2 separate regions of the Hordeum vulgare genome follow, and region 2 is linked to region 1. The links are chromatin contacts, called in public Hi-C maps. All regions are on one chromosome and are shown on one strand. Each heading gives the region's core, a stretch centred on a gene start, on an enhancer-like site or on the middle of the called end of the contact. The rest is flanking DNA. Distances are from core to core; before and after follow the strand shown. Region 1 holds the start of LOC123426254 (peroxisomal (S)-2-hydroxy-acid oxidase GLO5). Region 2 holds the start of LOC123426258 (leucine-rich repeat receptor-like serine/threonine-protein kinase At1g17230).

Region 1 (5,431 bases), core at 2,269-4,768:
ACGAGACCATATTTGAGAGTATGTGCTGTTTGTTATTGTATTAAATTTGTGTTATGTTATCGTAAGAAAATATTGTTGTCATTGTATGGCCATTTGCGTTTTCCTGGTGCATTTTTAGAATATTTATTTTATGTTTATTGCTATAAATTCATTTGTAGTCAGATTTCATTTTTGAGTCATGTAGCTATGCAATTCCAAAGTTTGTCATCCAAATATGATTTGGTATTGAAATCTGAGAGGCATTTCAAGGACCAATTCACTGGACAACCAAAGAGCTGAATTCGCATTCGTGTCATTTCATTTTCCTCCATTGATTTGGAATTCAGACCAATTCAATATGGAGCTCTCCAATGGAGACATCCAAACGAAGCGTAACTGAAATGACAATGTAGAAAATTAAAATTGTTTATGCCACTCTTTTGAAAATAGTAAGTTTCAGTCTTTTGTACAATATGACGGTGAAATAGGTTTTCACAATGATTGAAATCTTCTTTTTGAAGGATCGAAATCAGTTCTTTGACAGTTTGAAATAATTATTTCAGGCATTGTGAAATATGAAATTGGAATTCCAATAAGTTAAATGACATGGTAGAAAATTGAAATTGTTTATGCCACTCTTTTGAAATAGTAAGTTTTAATCTTTTGTACAATATGACAGTGAGCTAGGTTTTCACAATGAGTGAAATCTTCTTTTTGAAGAATTGAAATAAATTATTTGACAGTTTGAAATAAGTAGTTTCACTCATTGTGAAATATGAAATTGGAATTGGAATAGTCGAAATCTGTTTTAATGTGTGAAGCTTGTAAATTTAATGTGTGAAATCCTGAAAATGAGTTCTTGAAATTATTGAAATCAGTTTTTGAAATCATTGAAATCAGTTTTCGGAAATGAGTGAGATTTGTTTTCTGAAGGAATTAAAAATAGTTTTCAAATGAGCGAAATCAGTTATTTGAAAGTTGTCCTTTGAAAGAATTGGATTTACTTTTTGGAATTATTGATATATGTAAAAAATATCTCTAAGTAAAATCAAATGAAAATCAGGAATTAATATTAAGTTAAATGGATTTCTTAATTATAATGATTATTAAATTAGCTGCTTTGGTATGGGTTGAAAAAAGGACCGCACCAGTTGCAGTCACGCTGGTGGGCTGCTGAGCAGCTGGATTACACGTGGTGGACCCTAGCGCTGAGAAATACGTATAAGAACGTGGTCTCACAGCTTTAGAGGTGGCATCATTTCATTGGCTTAAAATCCACCGGTGCACCCGTAGAAAGAGGTTTGCGGCCACGGGTAGCTATAACCAATTTCATGCCCAAATGGAGTCGGTTTTCAAGTTCAAGTAAGACTTTTCTTGTTTTTTTTTTTTTGAACATAAGTAAGACTTTTCTTGTTGGTTTACCTTCCAGCTCAGGGTGCGGTCGATTTGACCCGCGACATATGAAGCTAGTCCTGAATCGTTAGCCTGCTTGGAACACAGAGATCTCATGAGAATTCAGACAAACAGACGTCAACGTGTTTCTCTAAGATGAATTATGCACCTCACCTGGTCCATTTTCCCCAGGTCCAAACCTTCAAAGTTCTTCAGTGTCAAATTTTGTGGCAAAACAAATCTGCACCCACAACCACAAGCAGGTTGATGTTGCTCAATATAAATCCCGACATATATGTGCAGCCTGTGTGTTTGATTGATCTATGGAGAACATACCTGTTCTTGATATCAGCTTCCCTGCGGCCAAGTCGTGGGGTGTCCACGGTGAGCGCTATCGCCTTGAATCCAGCCTTTTCCGCTCTCCTCACTAGCTGCTCGACCACCCTCCTGTCTTTGTAGACCTACAAAGTTGAAATGAAGAAGTATCATTATTCACAACCCTGGGTAGCAAAATGAGAGGATGGTGACTTATATTTAGGAACGGAGGGAGTAGTATTTACATAGAGTTGGAAGAAACGGATCCCTGGTCCGGTTGAGGCAACCTCCTCAACACTTGAAGTAGCCCAGGACGACAATGTCTGAAAGAAAAATACAGCACCTCATTCTACTTCCTCACATAGGATTGTTCAATATACCGGTCAGTATAGATATTCTGATGCAAGGGGCTGCATCGACATACCATTATAGTGCCTGCTGCTGATGCTGCGCGGGCAGTTGCATACTCTCCTGATATTATTTTTAGGTCAACAATGTGCAGCAGACAAAGCAGGAACCATTTCAAAATTCTTACAACGTTATATACTTTGGTGTAGCTCAATTAAACACAATCAAATGGCATTTCAGAGAGACAATACCATCTGGGTGAGCCATCTTCTGCATGGCAGTGGGGGAAATCATGATGGGCATTGAGAGCTTGAATCCCAGGATAGTTGTTGTCATGTCGATTTTGGATACATCGATCAGAATGCGCGGGCGGAACCTACCCAAAACACATGCAGACAATGGATGGGTAAATCGGTAGTAATGCTACTCTAGCTCTGTAATGATCTAAAGCAATTTATATTACTCCCTTCATCCCAAAATAAGTGACTCAAAAGTGACTCAACTTTGAACTAGTTTACAGAGGAATAGCTCTGAAAGGATGCATTGAGAAATTACTTGAGCAACCCTATTATACGTAACTAGGAACTTGATATTTTTTCCTAAACTAGTGCTATAATATTAGACAAATAGCATGGATTTCCGGAACATTACATGAGAAGCTGATTGATGAAAACAGCATAGTTGTCCTCTTTAATTATTGCTTAGTTCGTTGTCTCTGGATGCGCTCTAAGCTAGGTCAAACTCTGAACCCCCGAAATTCAGTTGGTACAGTGTTCCTCTTACGCATTTCTACAAACAGATACGGAGATACCGTAGGAAGAAAACGGCAAGGATGGGCAGTCAGCTTACAGGATCCTGGCAAAGGCCTCCCTGTTCTCCTGGAGCGTCCACTCGTCCTCGGCACCGGAGGCGTAGTAGTCGTAGATCATCTTGGGAAGCTTCTGCTTGGCGATGGCCTGGTACTCTGTGACATTGGTGATCTCCATTTTTCTGCGCAAATCACCACCTGCACCACTCCATACAAACAACAAGAGGCCTAGTTAGTTATTAAACCTAAAGAAAAGAAAATTACTCCCTCTCCACCTAAATAATTGTAGTTAGGGAGAACTTGCAAGTGGGTGAAACACCTTGTGAAGAAGATTACACGATCAAGACAAAGAAAGAATATGGGCTAATAACACAGTAACAGTGTCCAAGAAGTGGAGCATGTGGTGCATCATAAACCTGGTAAATTACTACTTTAGGTTTTATTACCTTGTACGAGGAGGCTTGGCTGACTGTCCCCTGAAGATTGAGGGGAAGGAAGGAACTAGGGGTTGTGGTGGGGAAGGGGATTGATGCAATATAAGAGATGAGGCGCAGGAGGTTTGGGTGCATGCAGACAAAATTGCGCAGTTGAGAGAGAGAGAGAGAGAGATGAGGGGTTGTATGGATGAGATGAGCAATTGGAGGTGGGAAGAGAGGGTGGCTCTCCTACACTGCTTCCTCATCCATTTGCAACCCTCCCTTCCCTTCCCTAGAAAATCGACCGATTTATCCCCTCGGCCAAAATTCGTGATTTCTCTTCTTCTTCCCTACGGCCTCGTATCTGTTGCCAGTTTGCGTTTCAGGATGGATTCAACGATCCATCAGGGGTGCTCCAGACGTGTTTCCTGTGGGTACTTTCTTTCTTGGAGTCGAGACAATGATATCTGCATCATCATCATCCTCAGCTGTCGCAACAATCTTCAAAGCCAACTTCAGTTAAAATTAATGCAACCCGTGTAAATGTTGGTCATGCTACCAACAATTCAAGTTATTTTTTTAGCTTAACCCATGTCAATATTTCAACAGTTTGGCTGCTATGATAAGATAATAATCCTCACTTTCTTGGCAAGAATCAATGCATAATACATCTGCTTCAGTTAGCTGGAGAAAACATTTTTGTTCAAGTCTCTACTTCTGTGACACACTTACTGCGAAGATTAAATGTTTGCACTTCATTATATCTTCAAGGCCACCTTCAGTTGAAAATCAAACTAACAAATAGGGAACACAATACATTTTGCTCCGTTCTTTTCAAGATAACAGGTACTATTATTTACCCTCCACATACATACAAACAACAAAAATACTTCAATAACACTGCATCCTCCAGCAAAGCAAACTGGCCATCATTAGGCTCACAGCAGATTAAGCCATGAAAATCAGAAAGAGCAGCCCTTGTGTTCTTTCGCTAACTGCAACAGACAATTTCTCCGACTGGATACTCTTCTTCGCTTTCTGATTGATGGTTGCTGACATACATGCTTTGGCAATCTTTCCTTTGCTAACCGTATGTTTCTATTAGTTCAACAGCACATATAAGGGCAAGGCGTCTTAGTTTCCCCAAACATTGTCCCATGAGTTGTTGTTGGCTTTTGGTGTCTCAAAAAGCTGCTGGCCAGGTCCCTCTAATGCAGGGGCCTCAGTGCCCTGAACACGGCCTTTCTTTGACTTTGTTCGCACTCCTATCAGGCGCAAGACAAATCTCGCAAGCTCACCGTAAAGCATCCCAGACCGATCAAAAAGCTGCGGCAATCAGATACAAACAATGTAAGTACATGCTATTTGAACCCAATACAAACGAGGAAAACATAAAATAACAGTACCTGCAACATAGCTGTAATGAATAAATAGAAGGCTTGTGTGTTTTGTTCAACGAGAAATGCAACTCGCCCAAAGAAACTGACGGCACCATGCATCTGTAGCAAAATCCATGATTAGTTATGAAGAATTGTTTTCAAAAGATTAAGCATGTGTTAAACCGTCAAAGTAATGGGAGAACTATTATAATTCGGCAGTGTTTGATAGCAAAGTATTGTAAAAAATAAAGTACTGATAAACTACAGTAATTTAACCTGGAGGTACAAAAAGAACACGGTTTTGACATAACAAGGTATTTTGGAGTATTTAGAAACTGTAGAGACCTGTTTGACAAGAGCTTATATGCGTCAACTAAAATTAACTAGCCAGTCGTTTGAAGCAGTTGCAAACGCTCACGTTGCTAGCTAGTTAGACGTTGCAAGCTGATGAACGACCATGCACAGAGCACCGGCATGCACAAACCAGTACGAGCACAGACTAATTGAACGGACGCGCAAGCTCAATGTCACACCCATTAAGGAGGAGCAGTCAAACTTACAACGTACTGACATGGAGCAAGGACCTGAGGCTCTGCAACACGGCTATGCCAGAGGCTCACCACGCGAGGCGGAGCTCGGGTTGACGGGAACGACTTGGTCATCCCGGCCAGGCCAGTCCATCAGGCTATATAAGATCTAGTAACGGAGCGAACACGGATTGGGCGGACACGACTCAGGGAAATCAGAGAAAGCAGTGGGAAGAACCTTTTTGATTTGTCCATGGCCGCCGACCA
Region 2 (5,525 bases), core at 188-2,687, 280 kb after region 1:
CTTTAGAGTAGGATATCAAATGATTCATCAGAGATTCGAAGCGCTCGATGAAATCGGCGACGGTGGTGGTTTGTTTGATGGCATAAAATTGGTGGATGAGCATCTGATGCTTGTCTCGCCCGAACCGGGTGCAGAGTAGGGAGGTGAAAGATTCCCAATCTAGCCCAGTCAATTTCTTCTAGACTGACTGCAGCCAAATGCCCACAGGGCTCGAGAAACTGAGGATGTCCATAGGTACATGGTAGGTGTCGTGGATCACGAACATCTGGAAGTACTACTCGCAGAGCGTCTTTCAGAGTTGCGGGTTCTCGCCCATGAACACGGGGAAACTCATGGATGGTGGTGGCTGGCCGAGAGAGTCGGGGATGGGTGATGATAGAGGAGGCGCGGTAATGGTGAGCGGAAGAGGAGTCATACCCGTGACCGGGAGTGCCGTCGGCGACACAACGGTCATCGACGAGTCCCCCCCCCCCAGTGAGATCAACGTCGACGTGGCCACTTAGCCCGTGAAGGTCGCCGCACGTGGGAAGCAGCGGCGGAAGGGATTGCGTCACTCCACTTGACGACGAGGGGGTGGAAGCTTCCAGCTTGGCGAAACGAGCTTCGAGATCGAGCTTCCAGCGAAGCAGATCGTCGATCTGGGAGGACTGCATGTGTAGCGGCTTGAGGACAGAGCCGGAGTCGGCCTTGGCGTCCTGGCGCATCTGGTCGAGGTACTCCTTGAGTGCCAGATCCATGGTGGCGACGAGGATCTGCCGCGTGCGGGTGCGGTACCGGGTCTCCAAAGTGACATGCGGAGAGGATGGTGGTTGTGCTCTGATACCAGGATGTTAGGTACCAGATCGATACGAGTCTTGGTGGCTAGAGATCACACAAGTTGCGGTAGCTACAACTCGATCTCACGGACAGGCCCGCGGCTCGCGGAGGAAGAAGGTGGGGAACGGGAAGAGAGTCGTCGAAGCCGTCCTGATCCAACTGGATGTTGTTGTCGCCGCATACACGCGTAGAAGTAGTGGTTGTGTCGGTCGCGTCGGGCCTAGACGGTCCAATGAGGCCCAACATATTTCCTGTTTGGTTTTGGTCTGCTGGTGGCCCGCGTGTCAACGAGCTGATGATCTTCAACGATGATACTGTCTATCGGATCGGAACGCTGACAAGTTATATGAACCGAGAGGAGTGCATGCAAAATCTCAATCCCTAAACTGAACCTTTTGTGCTAGAAACGAAAAAGGCGAGAGATCCCCGCAAAAAAAAGAAAAAGGTGAGAGAAAACACACGTAATCCTTCTAGCCACAAAGTGCTTATGTTGACGACACCGCTTTTTTGCCAAACCAAAACGGCGCTTTCGGCCAGCGGGCGATCCGTAATCCACACCAGCACACGTACGACTACGAGTATTACTTTACTGCGACGAGTCTACTCTCTCGTCTCATCGTGTTGAGGCAGCGCGAGGCAAATTGTGTCGCTGACGGCCTGGTCCACAACACTCCCCGCGCCCTGCCCCGCCCCCGCGCACCACCTGCTCGGGGAAATGCCAGCGCCAGCTCCAGCTCCAGTGGTCAATGCCATCGCCATGCGCCCACAGCACAGTGCACCTGCACGCCGCCCTTAAAGCTTCCTACTGCCTCCCTCCCACTCGCTAGCTATTTGCGCTTGCGGGAGCGACTAGTGACTAGTGCCACCCACCTCGCCCATGGCCGGCTGTTTCCTGGTGGCATAGTGGGTGGGGAAGGAGATCCATGGCACTCTGTTCCTTGCCGGCAGTCTAGTCTAGTGCGTGTTTCGCTGTGCTGCCCGAGGCCCGAGCTCCTGGGTTTGGGTTTGGGTTTGGGTTTGGGTTTGTTTCTCGCGTACGGCAATGGCGACGGTGGCGCACTTCTTGCTCCCGATTCTTGTATTAGCGGTCGTGAGCTCGGCTGTGCCAGCGGCGGAGCAAAAGGAGGCGGCGGCGCTGCGGGATTTCAAGCGCGCGCTGGTGGACGTCGACGGGCGCCTTTCGAGCTGGGACGATGCGGCCAACGGCGGTGGGCCGTGCGGGTGGGCCGGCATTGCCTGCTCCGTCGCACGTGAGGTGACTGGCGTGACGCTCCACGGGCTCGGCCTCGGTGGAGCTCTCTCCCCCGCCGTCTGCGCGCTCCCGCGGCTCGCCGTGCTCAACGTGTCCAAGAACGCGCTGTCCGGCCCCGTCCCCGCAGGGCTCGCCGCGTGCCTCGCGCTGGAGGTGCTCGACCTCAGCACCAACTCCCTCCACGGCGCCATCCCGCCAGAGCTCTGCGTGCTCCCGTCCCTCCGCCGTCTCTTCCTCAGCGAAAACCTGCTGACCGGCGAGATCCCCGCGGACATAGGCAACCTCACCGCCCTGGAGGAGCTGGTCATCTACACCAACAACCTCACCGGCGGGATCCCCGCGTCCGTCCGCAAGCTACGGCGGCTCCGAGTCGTCCGCGCGGGTCTCAACGACCTTTCCGGCCCGATCCCGGTCGAGCTTAGCGAGTGCAGCAGCCTGGAGGTGCTCGGGCTCGCGCAGAACAACCTCGCCGGGACGCTGCCCCGCGAGCTCTCCCGGCTCAAGAACCTCACCACATTGATCCTTTGGCAGAACGCCTTGACCGGCGACATCCCGCCGGAGCTGGGGAGCTGCACGAACCTGGAGATGCTGGCGTTGAACGACAACGCCTTCACCGGCGGCGTCCCGAGGGAGCTCGGTGCGCTGGCCATGCTCGTAAAGCTCTACATTTACCGGAACCAGCTGGAGGGCACCATCCCCAAGGAGCTCGGGAGCCTGCAGAGTGCCGTGGAGATTGACCTGTCAGAGAACAAGCTGACAGGAGTCATCCCGAGCGAGCTCGGCAAGGTACAGACGCTCCGGCTGCTCCACCTCTTCGAGAACCGCCTGCAAGGCAGCATCCCGCCGGAGCTGGGCAAGCTGGGTGTCATAAGGAGGATAGACCTGTCCATCAACAACCTCACCGGCGCAATTCCGATGGAGTTTCAGAACCTGCCGTGCTTGGAGTACCTGCAGCTGTTCGACAACCAAATCCATGGCGGCATCCCTCCTTTGCTGGGGGCGAGAAGCACGCTGTCGGTGCTGGATTTGTCTGACAACCGGTTGACGGGCAGCATCCCGCCTCACCTGTGCAGGTACCAGAAGCTCATCTTCTTGAGCCTGGGGTCAAACCGTCTCATCGGCAACATCCCTCCGGGAGTGAAGGCTTGCAAGACCCTGACCCAGCTCCGGCTGGGGGGTAACATGCTAACGGGGAGTCTGCCCGTCGAGCTGTCGGCGATGCACAACCTGTCGGCGCTTGAGATGAACCAGAACCGCTTCTCCGGCCCCATACCGCCTGAGGTCGGCAACTTGAGGAGCATAGAGAGGCTGATTCTGTCGGGGAATTACTTTGTCGGACAGCTCCCCGCTGGCATTGGCAACCTCACGGAGCTCGTCGCCTTCAATATATCATCCAACCAGCTCACCGGACCGGTCCCTCGGGAGTTGGCAAGGTGTACAAAGCTACAGAGGCTTGATCTCAGCAGGAACTCCTTCACCGGCCTCGTTCCTCGGGAGCTCGGCACACTGGTGAACCTGGAGCAGCTCAAGCTATCCGACAACAGTCTGAATGGCACCATTCCTGCAAGTTTTGGAGGCCTTTCCCGGCTCACGGAGCTGCAGATGGGAGGCAACCGACTGTCTGGTCCTGTGCCGCTTGAGCTTGGCAAACTCAATGCCCTCCAGATTGCTCTAAACCTCAGCTACAACATGCTATCCGGTGACATCCCAACTCAGCTAGGGAATTTGCGGATGCTGGAATACCTCTTCTTGAACAACAATGAGCTTCAAGGGGAGGTTCCTTCCTCCTTCACTCAACTGTCAAGCCTCATGGAGTGCAACCTTTCTTACAATAATCTTGTTGGGTCGCTTCCGAGCACCCTGCTCTTCCAGCACCTGGACAGCAGCAACTTCCTTGGGAACAATGGCCTCTGTGGTATCAAAGGAAAAGCTTGTTCAAATTCAGCCTACGCAAGCAGTGAAGCAGCAGCAGCGCACAACAAGCGGTTTCTTAGAGAGAAGATCATCACCATTGCCTCCATCGTCGTCATATTGGTTTCATTGGTGCTGATTGCACTCGTCTGCTGCCTCTTAAAATCCAACATGCCCAAGCTTGTACCAAATGAAGAGTGCAAGACTGGGTTCTCTGGTCCTCACTACTTTCTCAAGGAGCGGATAACCTATCAGGAGCTTTTGAAAGCCACCGGGAGCTTCTCGGAGTGTGCTGTGATTGGAAGGGGTGCTTCTGGCACAGTCTACAAGGCTGCCATGCCTGATGGCCGACGAGTTGCGGTGAAAAAGCTCAGATGTCAAGGGGAAGGTTCCAGTGTCGACAGAAGCTTCCGAGCCGAGATAACAACCCTTGGAAATGTCAGACACCGCAACATTGTCAAGCTCTATGGTTTCTGCTCCAACCAGGACTCCAATCTTATACTGTATGAGTACATGGAAAATGGTAGCCTTGGAGAGTTGCTTCATGGCACCAAGGACGCATACCTCCTGGACTGGGACACCCGGTACCGGATCGCCTTCGGGGCTGCTGAAGGCCTACGCTACCTTCACAGCGATTGCAAGCCAAAGGTGATTCACCGTGACATTAAATCCAATAACATACTGCTCGATGAGATGATGGAGGCTCATGTGGGAGACTTTGGTTTGGCAAAAATCATCGACATTTCCAACAGCAGGACCATGTCTGCTGTAGCCGGTTCATACGGTTACATTGCCCCAGGTTCGAATTATTTACTGAATCATTGCACTAGGAATTGCAGTTATGGTTTTATACTTTAATGGTTTAATATGTTCCGTCAGCAGACTTTCCTTCATGTAGGATTGGACACATTTTTTCTATGTCCCTGCAAGTTGATGCGTTCTTTGAAGAAATATAGTGCCAAAGTTTGATTTCTTATGCAGTTTATGGCTTCTAATTATGTGCTTCTTGTGATGCAGAGTATGCTTTCACCATGAAGGTGACTGAAAAGTGTGATATCTATAGTTTCGGGGTGGTTTTGTTGGAACTAGTGACTGGGCAATGTGCAATTCAGCCTCTTGAGCAAGGAGGAGATCTTGTCAATTTGGTGAGGCGGACAATGAATAGCATGACACCAAATTCTCAAGTTTTTGACAGCAGACTCGATCTGAACTCAAAGAGGGTTGTGGAAGAAATGAATCTGGTGATGAAGATTGCATTGTTCTGCACCAGTGAATCACCATTGGATAGGCCTAGCATGCGAGAAGTGATATCCATGTTGATTGATGCTAGGGCCTCTTCTTGTGATTCATTCTCATCTCCAGCATCGGAGTCACCTACCAAAGATGATTCTTCCTTTAGGCTTTAGAGGTATGATGAAATGATTTTATGGTTTTGTTAAGGGGCTCAACAAGCTGCCCAGCTCCCATCCTTATACTCCCTCCGTCCCAAAATTCTTGTCTTAGATTTGTGTAGATATGAATGTATCTAGTCACATTTTAGTATTTA

What was found. A called contact is a pair of places that touch in the nucleus more often than the background predicts.
Region 2: a Hi-C map of leaf shows a contact between it and region 1, with 9 times the contacts expected there. The contact joins the promoter of LOC123426258 here to the promoter of LOC123426254 in region 1. A contact is called at or near these places in 4 of 6 Hi-C or Micro-C datasets (leaf and seedling) and 1 of 1 datasets of contacts at active chromatin or transcription factors (embryo).

Annotation. Positions count from the first base shown.
Region 1 is chr2H:352,278,304-352,283,734 of MorexV3_pseudomolecules_assembly, forward strand. LOC123426254 (peroxisomal (S)-2-hydroxy-acid oxidase GLO5) reads right to left here and starts at 3,519. Exons shown (of 10, transcript XM_045110052.1): 1 at 3,289-3,519; 2 at 2,884-3,040; 3 at 2,286-2,410; 4 at 2,111-2,157; 5 at 1,932-2,009; 6 at 1,708-1,832; 7 at 1,546-1,612; 8 at 1,402-1,464. The coding sequence starts at 3,020. LOC123426256 (a long non-coding RNA gene) reads left to right here. Exons shown (of 2, transcript XR_006622125.1): 2 at 1-86. It also overlaps the pseudogene LOC123426255.
Region 2 is chr2H:352,562,820-352,568,344 of MorexV3_pseudomolecules_assembly, forward strand. LOC123426258 (leucine-rich repeat receptor-like serine/threonine-protein kinase At1g17230) reads left to right here and starts at 1,438. Exons shown (of 2, transcript XM_045110057.1): 1 at 1,438-4,778; 2 at 4,997-5,525. The coding sequence starts at 1,859. The coding sequence ends at 5,385.